3 separate regions of the Mus musculus genome follow, and all the other regions are linked to region 3. Evidence: chromatin contacts called from public HiCAR-type and HiChIP or PLAC-seq data. All regions are on one chromosome and are shown on one strand. Each heading gives the region's core, a stretch centred on a gene start, on an enhancer-like site or on the middle of the called end of the contact. The rest is flanking DNA. Distances are from core to core; before and after follow the strand shown. Region 1 holds the start of Prkcb (protein kinase C, beta). Region 2 overlaps Prkcb (protein kinase C, beta). Region 3 overlaps Prkcb (protein kinase C, beta).

The links. HiCAR-type assays count read pairs that join an accessible place to other places. HiChIP or PLAC-seq counts read pairs in DNA pulled down with a chosen protein or histone mark.
Region 1: a contact with region 3 is called in a HiCAR-type map of embryonic stem cells, with 2.7 times the contacts expected there. The contact joins the promoter of Prkcb here to the enhancer-like site in region 3. A contact is called at or near these places in 7 of 39 promoter capture datasets (the C10 cell line, the HPC-7 cell line, embryonic stem cells and 4 more), 1 of 15 datasets of contacts at CTCF or cohesin (CD8 T cells), 9 of 484 Hi-C or Micro-C datasets (B cells, Th17 cells, Th2 cells and 5 more), 22 of 115 datasets of contacts at active chromatin or transcription factors (the SCID.adh cell line, T-cell acute lymphoblastic leukemia, VIP interneurons and 13 more) and 3 of 9 other capture datasets (adipose tissue, liver and pancreatic islet).
Region 2: a contact with region 3 is called in an H3K27ac HiChIP or PLAC-seq map of embryonic stem cells, with 3 times the contacts expected there. The contact joins two enhancer-like sites. A contact is called at or near these places in 2 of 15 datasets of contacts at CTCF or cohesin (embryonic stem cells and large pre-B cells), 5 of 484 Hi-C or Micro-C datasets (the Ba/F3 cell line, the N1E-115 cell line, embryonic stem cells and 1 more), 6 of 115 datasets of contacts at active chromatin or transcription factors (bone marrow-derived dendritic cells, embryonic basal ganglia and embryonic stem cells) and 2 of 9 other capture datasets (adipose tissue and embryonic stem cells).

Annotation. Positions count from the first base shown.
Region 1 is chr7:122,287,203-122,290,545 of GRCm38.p6, reverse strand. It overlaps Prkcb (protein kinase C, beta), which reads right to left and starts at 1,421. Exons shown (of 17, transcript NM_008855.2): 1 at 1,029-1,421; 2 at 2-33. The coding sequence starts at 1,201.
Region 2 is chr7:122,629,033-122,632,647 of GRCm38.p6, reverse strand. Prkcb (protein kinase C, beta) reads right to left here. Exons shown (of 17, transcript NM_008855.2): 17 at 1-3,615. Among named protein-coding and RNA genes, the nearest start is that of Cacng3, 41 kb to the left of the region's middle. Within about 2 kb of position 1,342, at least 9 of the 459 cell types and tissues checked have an H3K27ac peak or open chromatin away from gene starts, as enhancers often do. A contact at or near this core is called in embryonic stem cells, where this site is marked.
Region 3 is chr7:122,476,954-122,480,478 of GRCm38.p6, reverse strand. All of the region lies in intron 5 of Prkcb (protein kinase C, beta), which reads right to left. Among named protein-coding and RNA genes, the nearest start is that of Gm51497, 180 kb to the right of the region's middle. Within about 2 kb of position 1,963, at least 59 of the 459 cell types and tissues checked have an H3K27ac peak or open chromatin away from gene starts, as enhancers often do. A contact at or near this core is called in VIP interneurons, cerebral cortex, cortical neurons and 6 more, where this site is marked.

The DNA of each region.
Region 1 (3,343 bases), core at 172-2,671, 190 kb after region 3:
CCTTGACACTGGAATCCCTGCTTCCCGAAGCCCCTGTAAAAGCACAAGAGGGAGTATCAGTCTGAGGGGTCCAGTTACCAGCTAGTTTCACACAGTCGCCCTCTCCCTTCCCACTGTCCCTCTACCCCAGGGGCAACCTCCTAGCTACAGCCTGGTCTCCAAGGTGTCTTCCACCTTGGATGGGATTGGGAGGTACACTACCGGAGCTTGGCAGTAACCCCCACCTCACATCTCCCCTGCAGTACAGAGGCGACCACGACCACCAGGTGGCAGGATGCGAGGGTGCATTTCCGCCCGGGTGGGGGCGGAAGGCGGGCTGGATATTTGCCCAAGGAGATGCCGGGAGTACCCTCAAGGAAAGAGAAAAGGACCTGTCTAGGGGGAGGATGATAGGGACTTCACCACGGTGGTAACACCTGAGGGGCTAGGGGGCGGGGGGAAGGTCCCCCCATGCTTGGAGGGGCAGAGGGAAGAAAGGGGCCCTGCAGCGACTTGAGGGTGAGAACCAAGGAATGAAAGGGGTGCTCAAGACTCTGGAGGCGAAGTAAGAGATAACCCAGGGCACTGCTCTAGGGACGCAGAGGGAAGGATGCTCCACGCCCCGGGGAAGTAGAGGACACCCCAGAGAGCTGCCCCGGAAAGGAGGGGTGAGGGTGAGAGCTCCTCGAGCCCGGAAGGAGGCAGAAAGATCGGGAACCTCAGGCGAGAAAGACACCCGCGGAGCTGCCCTGCCGAGGAGGGACAGCCACACTGAGCCCTGAGCCAGGTGTCGAAAAGGCGCCTGCAGCGCTGTCCCTAGGCGCTCGGGCGACAGAGTGCAAGAGGGCAGAAGGCGCCTGGCGGCCAGCCGTCTGGGAGCAGAGAACCCAGCACCTGAGGGACTGGCCATCCGGGAGCGCAGGGCATAAGGGTCCAGCGGGATGGGGGTGATCACACGGCTCCTCCCCCCGGGGGCAACAACAGGGGTCCCCATGCGTGTCGCTGCCCTCTAGGGCCCCAGGCAGGTGGCCCGCGCGGCGCACTCTCACCAGATGAAGTCGGTGCAGTGGCTGCAGAAGGTGGGCTGCTTGAAGAAGCGGGCGGTGAATTTGTGGTTCTTCACCTCGTGCACGTTCTTCTGCCGGAGGGCGCCTTTGCGGGCGAAGCGCACTGTGCTCTCCTCGCCCTCGCTCGGCGGCGGCCCCGCAGCCGGGTCAGCCATCTTGCGCGCGCGGGGACTGGGGGGAGCCCCGAGAGGTGGCGGCCCCGGGGCGGCGGGACCGCGGGGCTGCAAGCCCGGAAAGGCGCGGGACTAGGCGGCCGCTGCTGCCGCCCGGGGACCGCAGGGCCGCGCTGCCCCTTCGCGCCGGCTCTGGCGGCGGCCGCGCGCGCGTAGCTGGGCTGTCACTCGCCCAGCTGCTGCCGCTGGTCCAGCTGTGCTTGGCACCGCTGGCCCCAGCTGCGGGGGAGGGAGGCGGAGCCCCAGTGTAACCCCGCCTCCCTCATTTGCATGAAACCCAGGCCCCGCCCAGAGCCGCCAGCTGCTTTACATATCGGCACCACCAGTACCACCAGCAGAGACACACACAGACACACACACACACATACACGTACACCGCAACCCGCAGGCCTCCCAGCCAAGTGTTCTTAGCCGCAGCGCTGCGGCGCGAGGACCGCAGTCTGCGCTGGACAGATCTGAGCCGCGCCCCTGGCACCCTGTCCTAGGCCCTGGGGTGCGTTAAGATGAGCACCTCGGTTGATCCAGCAATGACCAAACGCCTAAGGACCCAAGGGGCTCAAGGAGATGAGGGTTGAACAGGCTGGAAGCAGCCAGTTTCACCTTGGCCTCTGCAGAGACTGGTACCCAGCACCCTCCATCCATCATCCCATTGGTCATTCGGCATGCGTCTCCTGGAGGGATGGGCTTTCATTGTCACTCATCCGGAAAGGCCTGTGGCCACACACACACACACACACACACACCAAGGTCTGCAGAGGTAGGGGAGGACTATACATATATGCATATGTATATATGTATATATCCACCACAAAGACTTGTCTCCACTTGCTCGAACACTTAGAACTCTCTCCACAAAAAGACAGTTTCCCCAACCCCAAAATGGCTGGGCTAATGATGACAGGAGACAAATTTAATAAATGAGCGTTTCCCTACATTTCATTCACTTTTGTCCCTTCTGGTCATACTTGTGCAGTCTGTTAAAACAAAAGTCTATGTGATTGGAAATACCTAGGTTTGTGTGGGTTAAGATCTCCCCAGGTGCTGTCCTCACACCTGGGGCCTTCTTGTATTTGTTAGGAGAGATTTCAAATGTTCAGGGAACATTAATATCCAACGCCATACTCCCCTTGATGCCACTTGAAGGATGGGAAGATAACCAATGATACGACATTGCATGTTATATAAGGCACTGCATCTAAATCTCCCTCTGGTGTGATGCTCTACAGCCTGGGGATGAAAAATGGCATCTGACCGAACTCTTCCACACGTCCCCGGCATTGTTAATGACACCTTCATGTCTCCTGGTGTTGAGTTTAGCATCTGACAGCTCCTACAAGCCCAGTGAGCACTGCTTGAGTAAGTAACAGAATGGAAGAAGGTTACCTGTACCATGCATGACCTGTAAATGTGCAAAAATTAAAACTAAACATACAGGGTGTCAGGGAGGCTTGTGCACTGTCTCATTCGGTCACAACCATAACCTGTATAGACCAGGTAAGTTCTGTGAATAAGCAAAATTAGATGGAAGTGAGTAAGGGGTACACAGTCTCGGGGTTGTACAATGGAGGCTGTCCAGACTACAAAGTGCACTGGTGACAAAGGGTTGGGCCTCTGTAGTGGCAGAGCCTGGATACCACTCTGACAATTCCTACTGGGAGCTCCTGAGCAGAGAGTCACAGTGAGGTGTCTAGCAACTGCATGGTGAGCTATATACCTATAATAATACAGTGTCCTTCCCCTACATAGTAATGCAAAGGTAACAAGGGGGAAAAAGGCATTCACTTTTAAGGTTGGCATGTTTGGGAAACTGGATGTCCCTGGCTATTCTTAGTCTTTTGAGAGGCTCCAGCACCTCCCAGGGAGACTTGGGAAAACATCCCAGGAGACATTGCTGCTGAAGGAGATTTCCTTTGAAAGATGAACTGGAGGCTCACAGCCCACATCCTGTCTTTTGAACCAAGTGCTCTGAGTGACTTTGGTCTGTAACAACAAACTACCTCATGGTGTCTAGGCCTGGAGCCGCATTGCTGCTGTCCTAAAAGCCATTCCATTCCTGGAAGAGCTGTGTGAAGAGAGGCTGGAGACTCAGGTTCCCAGAGGACCCAGATATCTACAGGTTAAAGT
Region 2 (3,615 bases), core at 93-2,592, 150 kb before region 3:
CAGGGCTCCTGTAAGCCTACTAGCCCTTCCCAATCTCACCTCACGGGTCTGGAGAAGGCAAAGCTGATGTGATTGTCTCCCACTGTTGGACATATGAGAAAACCAGGGCACAGGTCAGTGAAGGGACTTGGCCAAGCCTGTGCAGCGGGTTGGAGACTTATATCTGACCACATAGCAGATGATTCTTGCCTCATGACAACTACTCTGGCTGGAGAGAAAGCCTGAAGACTGTTTTCACAGTGCCTGGGATTCCTAGCAACAGGTAAGGTGCCTGGCTGAGGCCATGGTGTGTTACAGAAGAGTTTGTTGGCTGATTCACTTTGGCCAATCTTAGTAGGTTTAGCCCCTAACGGAGACTGGCTGATATGAATTTCCTGTTGCTAGGCTCTAACCTACTTCTTTCTGGATGGTCTCCTGCGATAGGTACTTCCTACTGGGGTGTATGAGTAAGGTTATGGGACTGAGTTGAGGGAGACAAATTGGCATCAGGAGGTCATCTGAAAGAGGATAGGTATAGAAGACAAGGCGAAGGCTACCCATGAAGCCGTTTCCTACATGGTGGCTCTTCTCTTGTGGTATCCTGTCCATACTGAGTTTTGGTGGAGGGTTCCAGGCTGTCCATGCTGTTACTTTCTGCTTCCCGAGGGAAGCTCAGATGCCTTCTGTCTCTTTAATGCTGTCTTCTCTTTCCTGATTCTATAAGCCATGTGTTTGCAGCCCCTTCAGCTTCTGGGCATTTCCTGCTTTGGGGAATTTGCATTGTTTTTCTCCTTTCGGGCAAGGTCCTAGTCTGTTCCTGGGCTATTGTGTTTTCAGTGCTACTGAGCACACAATAGGCTGTTGATAAGTACTCATCTAATTGATAAAAAAGACTTCCTTACTGGGGCGCTTCCTTGCTTTTCCTAATTCCTGAGGCAGATTCCTCTTCACACTGAAGCAAAATGATAACAGTTATTTTTACAGGTCCTAAGACTTATGTAAATGGAGCCAGTATGGAGTGAACGATGTATGAGCAGGGTCTGGAAGCTACAAGGCTTTGTGTGGAAAGGAGAAGGGCAGACCTGGGGGCAGAAGATAGCTCCTCTTTTGGGGGTCTCTTTCTACCCAGGCATCCTTAACTTGGAGCATGTGGCAGGACTTCCCTTCCTACCAGCTCCAACTTTGGAAGCCTTTTTTATTTGCCGTGCTTCAGTAAGCCATGTGTTTCAAATAAGACTTCCTTTTCATGGGTTTCATCTCATGAGTGGACCTTCCCAGGAAAACTCCAGGATTTTACCATACAAGGTTGGGAGGGAATGGGCTCCTTTGTTGTGACAATCGTTTTGGAAATTTGCATCTGAAGCCACATGAGACCAGAAACTCCCATCCTAGGAAGAGAGTTAATTCTACCGGTCTGCCTTGGGTCTATCATGGCCTTATCCTTTCTTAGAGGAGGAAATCAGCCAAAAATATATGAAATTTAAAAGTGGATTCTTGGATCCAGACACATGACTGGTCACAGTTCACAGCAGCTTTAGTTAGATTTCTTTTAGTTTGTTTTTTTCCTTCAGTTCTTCTAGAAGTTAAATATGTGTGTGAGTGTGTGTGTGTGTGAAAATTTTAATCCTGTTTCAGATGAGCTAGAGAGATCAGGATGTGACCAGCAAGGGTCACATGATTTGATCAGCAGTGCTCTAAACTGGAATGGTATTCCCCAAGGGCCTGCAGATAGCCAAGTGATGGATGCAAAATGACAGCTGACACTGAAGACTCGGAGATAAGTCACAAAGCCAGTTAGTTCCCTTCCTCCATAAGACACGGGCACCGTTCATGTTGTGGGAGCGTCTGTGGTCCGATCAAGTATGGAGCTTGATACTATGGCTTGATAGCTTCAAACTATGGTCTATAGAGAGACTAAGAAGCCTGGAAGACCTCCAGCAGAAAAATTTTTTAATAAGCTCAGAGACTCTAGACAACAGCATACTTTCAATTACTTGTTTTATGGCCATCTTTCCACAGATGGTGAGCTGGAGAAAGAGGGAGAAGGGCATGGACTGCATCTTTCATAGTTTTCACCAGGATCCTGGCACCCAGCCTGGCACACAGTTGGTGGTCAATAAATGCTACTCAAATGGATGGAAGATGTATAAATGGATGGATGAAAAAAAAAAACAAATTATTTCTTTTTTGGATAAAATTTTAAAATATTTCCTAAGGATCTTACGTGATGGAAACTGCTTCTTGGCTTCCTCTGATCTAGAACACTGGTGGCCGAGGAAGCAGTGGGAGGTCTGATTCATGATCCATTATTTCCACAGAAGCTTCTCTGACCCACCCCCATCAAGCTAAGCTAAGGGAACAGACACTTTGGCTTGAGTATCTATTTCTGACAACTACGAACCTTAAAACATAATGGTAAGAACCTGAAAATGTAGAGCGTAGTGTATATATTTACATATATACTATTATCTATCTATCTATCTATCTATCTATCTATCTATCTATCCATCTATCTATTCATCCATCCATCCATCTAACCATCCTTCCTTCCTACACTGTTTTCTAAGGTCGTCTCAGATCACTTGCCAATGGCCCAAGATTTCTCTGTGGTTTTTATTCTGAGCATATGTCCAAGGCCTGGTGACCCATTGACCAAATGAAAGACCCTACATAACTTGCCTGGGAATGGACATGTGGCTCAGAGATATTTATTTTGTTATAGAACAGAGTCCTGTGTCATTGGCCACAAGACTTGTGTTTGCATCACCACTGATCAACCAAGCAGAAAATAACTTCTACTCTTCAGATGTCAGGTGCCCTAATAGCAGAGTGAGGAGCAGGATTGCTCTGGTCTCTTTTGGCAGCTAAAATCGTAAGATTGTTAGGACAACAAGCTTGCTTCACATGATCTAAGCAGGGCAAGGCCTAAGCTTAAAGCTGAGTTGCTAAGAGGCCAGGAAAGAATGACCTATAAGGGTCTTTGCCTCGGAAGAACCCAAAGGCATAGTCTTCTTAAAGATGAGGAGGTATACTTCAAGGACACTGGTCCTTTGGACATTTCTGTGTGATCTCTCAGAAGCACTGGAGGACCCAGACATTTTTTAGCCTGTAATAAGAATTTGCCTCAAGACTGTGTGTGAGGAGCAGGGTGCTAAGATGTAGGCAAGGGTAAGGGGCCACCTGCTGTGCCCATCTGTTCAGGGAGAAATGAAGTCTCTCCTGCTCCAAGGGCTCCCTTGGACTTCTGGGAGCTCATTGAGTTGCTTGCTCAAGGATGCTAAAATTTGTAAGAGTGGTGATTCTGATGAGAAGTTTAAGAGCCTTGGGAATGTTCCTAAGCTTGATTCTGATGGGAATGTGGTCTCTGAAGTCTGATGCTGTGGGAAGCTCCAGCCTGTCTACCCCACCCCATTTCAGGACATCAGGCATCTCTGAATAGTCTCCGGGCTCTACTCTCTGGCTGGTTAACGCTGAGGCTATTAAAGGTCCAGCTTTAGTTCCTTTCTCCTGAGTTCCTTCTTTAGACCCTAATCTGTAGTATGGGTCCTCATTGTTCAAAGGGAACAGTTTTCTTTGAAATAGGATTTCCTTTCCTTTCTCTCTCTCTCTCTCTCTTTCTTTCTTTCTTTCTTTCTT
Region 3 (3,525 bases), core at 714-3,213:
CACCTCCATCTCTTTCCACAATAAACACTCTAAAGACATAATCTGCTGATAGGATTGGGCTGGGGCTGGGGCTGGGGCTGGGGCTGGGGCTGGGGCTGGGGCTGGGGCTGGGGCTGGGGCTGGGGCTGGGGCTAGCCAATGCACCCCGTGCCTAAGACTCACCAATGACAAAGCTACAGAAATAACCCTTTGCATTGACTTTCAGGCTCATGTCCCAGGCAGGAGGCCCTCTCTGGAAACCTGCAGAGCAATATCCTTGTTGAAGAAACCTAGATCCTAATATTTGCCTGTCTATCATGTCTAGAAAAAAGTGTAACAGAAAGTCGCCTAACCTGTCTCTTGAGAAGAGATTATACTAAGCCCAGGTTAGACTAACATCATGAGTTGAGGAGATCTGGTAAACCATACATAGCCAAGGAGAACCCCACGGGAAAAGCTGGCAGCTCCAAGGCAGAAGAGAAATGGAAGCTGTGTGTTTGCTGAAGGCTGGAGGGAAAGCATACCTACCCCTCAAGTTGAAGTCATTTCCATTCCTAAAGTCTCAGTGTGGGCACAATGGCTAATGGCCTAGGCTTTAGCTTCAACAGAACAGGAATCAGACTTCAGTTACGCTCATGCACCAAGCCAAGTCACCGTGGGTAATTTCATGGGTTGGTTTGAATGAAAATGACTCCCATAAACTCACAGTTAGTGGCACTAATGGGAGGTGTGGTCTTTTGGGAGTAGGTGTGACCTTGCTGGAGTAGGCGTGGTCTTGTTAGAGGAAGTGTGTCACAGGGGGTGGGCTTTGAGGTTTCAAACACTCATGCCTGGCCTAGTATCACTCTCTCCTCTAGCTGCCTGCAATCCAGATCTAGAACTCTCAGCTCCCTCTCCAGGTCCATGTCTGTCTGTGTGCCTCAGTCAGTAAAGTCCTCTGAGTATCAGTTTCCCCAACTATAAACAAAGAGAAAAACATATCAGTACTAAAAAGAACTAAGCACTGTGCCTAGTACAGACTGTGCTATATATACATGCTGGTCCCCATATGCATTGAGTCTTGAAAGGACATACATGCTCTCCCCTCACCCCCCTTCAGGTGGGAGTATGCTCTTTGTAAGGCACCTACGACCTCTAGCAACCTAGATCGCTGGTGTGTTCATTAGGGACAGCACAGGGATCAGGGTTCGCTGATCTCAGTAATAAGTCTCTGTAAGTGAGCAGTCTCAGACTGTAAGCATTAGGGATGAGGAAGAGGAAGCTACAGTTGCTAGTCTTTGCACACACTGACCAATCATCTGTAAACACTCAGACCCAGAAGAGAGCTTTGTTGCCCTTTTGAGCCTGGTCCATGTGGGTAAATGGCTTTGCCAATTTTCCATGGGTCCAGTGCCTTGGGGTCCTTGCTGAGGGTTGCCCATGTCAACAACACACTCACTCGGGACTTTGTCCACTCTAGGCTTCCTCTGCTACCTACAGGTTGACAGCTGTCAAGTGTCTGCCTCTACAAAACAAAGAAATAAGCTGAGGCTGGGGGTAGCTCCAGTGGTAAGGGCTTGCCTTGACTCACACAAGGCGCTGAGTTCCAGCCTCAGCACCAGGCAGGGTGGAAAAACGAAGAAAGAAAAATTCAAAGAAAGAAGGGAAAAGATGGCACGGGGTGTCCTTGGAGACAGCTGGATCTTTGATGACTTGTCTTTTTCTACTAACCACAATTTCCTACAGACCAGTTCACTTTTCAATTTGAAAGGCCTCTTAGATTGGGGTTTCTTAAGCTATAGGCAAAGACAGTGGGCTAGACTGGAAGAAGAAACAAAATCAAAGGCTCATTGATCTTCAACCCGGGGAGCAGGCTCTTAGCTCTCATCCCAAATCCCTGCAGAGACTGATTCTCTGAGCTGAGGCAGGCACCCAGCGAGGGTCAGAGAAGGCAGCTGCGTGAGAGCCCAAATCCAGCCATCCCTGGCTGCCTCACGCAGCTCAGAGTGGGAGGAGGAGGCACAGACAATAGCAGTCCGCTACCCAGCCTTCTCACCGCCTTCCCAGCCCTTCTCAAAGCCCAGCAGGCAGCTGATGATAACTCAGGGCATCTGACAGAGCATCGAAAGCTTGCTGTCTCTCCAGTTTCCAATCACCAGGTGTCTGAAAGGGTTACACGAGCAGGCAGCTTCTGCCCTCATTAGGAGCTCTTGGGTGGCCAGAAAAGATGATTGTAAAAGGGGTGTCAGGTTCATGAGCCAGGTGATAAGAAGGGATGGAGAGGCCCCCAGAGTTCAGACCTCCCGACCCTTGCGGAGGAGACTTCTCATTTACAATCCATTTGCATTGCATATTTAACAGGACTCCAGCTTACTCTTGGAGCAATCATTGTCATGCACAGAAGAAATTCTGCCTTCGTGTTCTGCTCGCTTGAATGATCCTGCGGGAGGAGAGCCACAGAGCAGGTCTGCGCAACAGCATCTGCCCTCCAGGAAAACAAGACCTCAATCAGCCCACAGTGATGCAGAAGGCAGCAGACCACACTATTCCGGGGTAGACAACCAACTAAATAAAGCCGTGGTTACATCATGCAGAAGGCCAAACAGAGGGAAAATTCCAAAGGCTTTTCTTTTTTCCAAGAGACTGTGTAAGAACCATCAGACTAATTGTATGCAAGTCTTGTACTATGATTGTCAAACTGCAGCCGAATCACGTAAATGAGCTGTCAGTGGCTTGGTCTGAGCTCTCCGGAAAAAAAGAAGCCTTCTTCCCCAGTTCGCAGAGCAGTCCTCATTTCGGCTTGATTGATATGCACGCACCCAAGCTTGGCAAAGAGTTTTTAATTTTATGGTCCAAAAGCCACAGGGTCTCCACTATCCCTAAAGAATTAAAACACTGTCCAACAGTATAATTAAGTGTTAAGGTCTCTGTATTAAGACAGACAGGAGGTCGAATCCCAGATAACAAGTGCTAGCTCTGTAACCTTGACCAAGTCGTTTAACCTCTGACACCACGCCTGCTCACCAGTGTGTGTGTGTGTGTGTGTGTGTGTGTGTGTGTGTGTGTGTGTGGTGTGTGATTATAGGTAGGGTCTCTTACTCCGAACTCTCACCTAGGGTTCATCAGCCTGGTTAGACTGGCTGGCCTGCAACCCCAGCAATTCTCCTGTCTCTGCCTTCCCAGCAAGGAGATTGCAGGCCTGCAGCACCACGGAGCGGCAGAGCTCAGTTCTCATACCGACGCACAAACATTTTACTTGCCAAGCCTTCTTGCTTCCCCTTACTAAACCTTCTAACTTTCCTGTCCTCATCTATACAATGGGGAAGTGTATTGGCCCCTTGGAGGTTAAACGATACTGCACATGCTCCATGCCTGCTGCTTCTGCCTAGTGGAAAGTCAAGAGACGACGCTGGCTGTCATTGAGGAGAAAAAAAAATCGAATGATAATTACACACCTTCAAGGAGTTGTAGGACCTACCAGAGACTCTTATTGTACTCGGAGAAAAAGAGCAATCTTTATAGCAGATGACGAAGCATTCTGCTGGGCTTTGCTCTCTTGGCTGTACC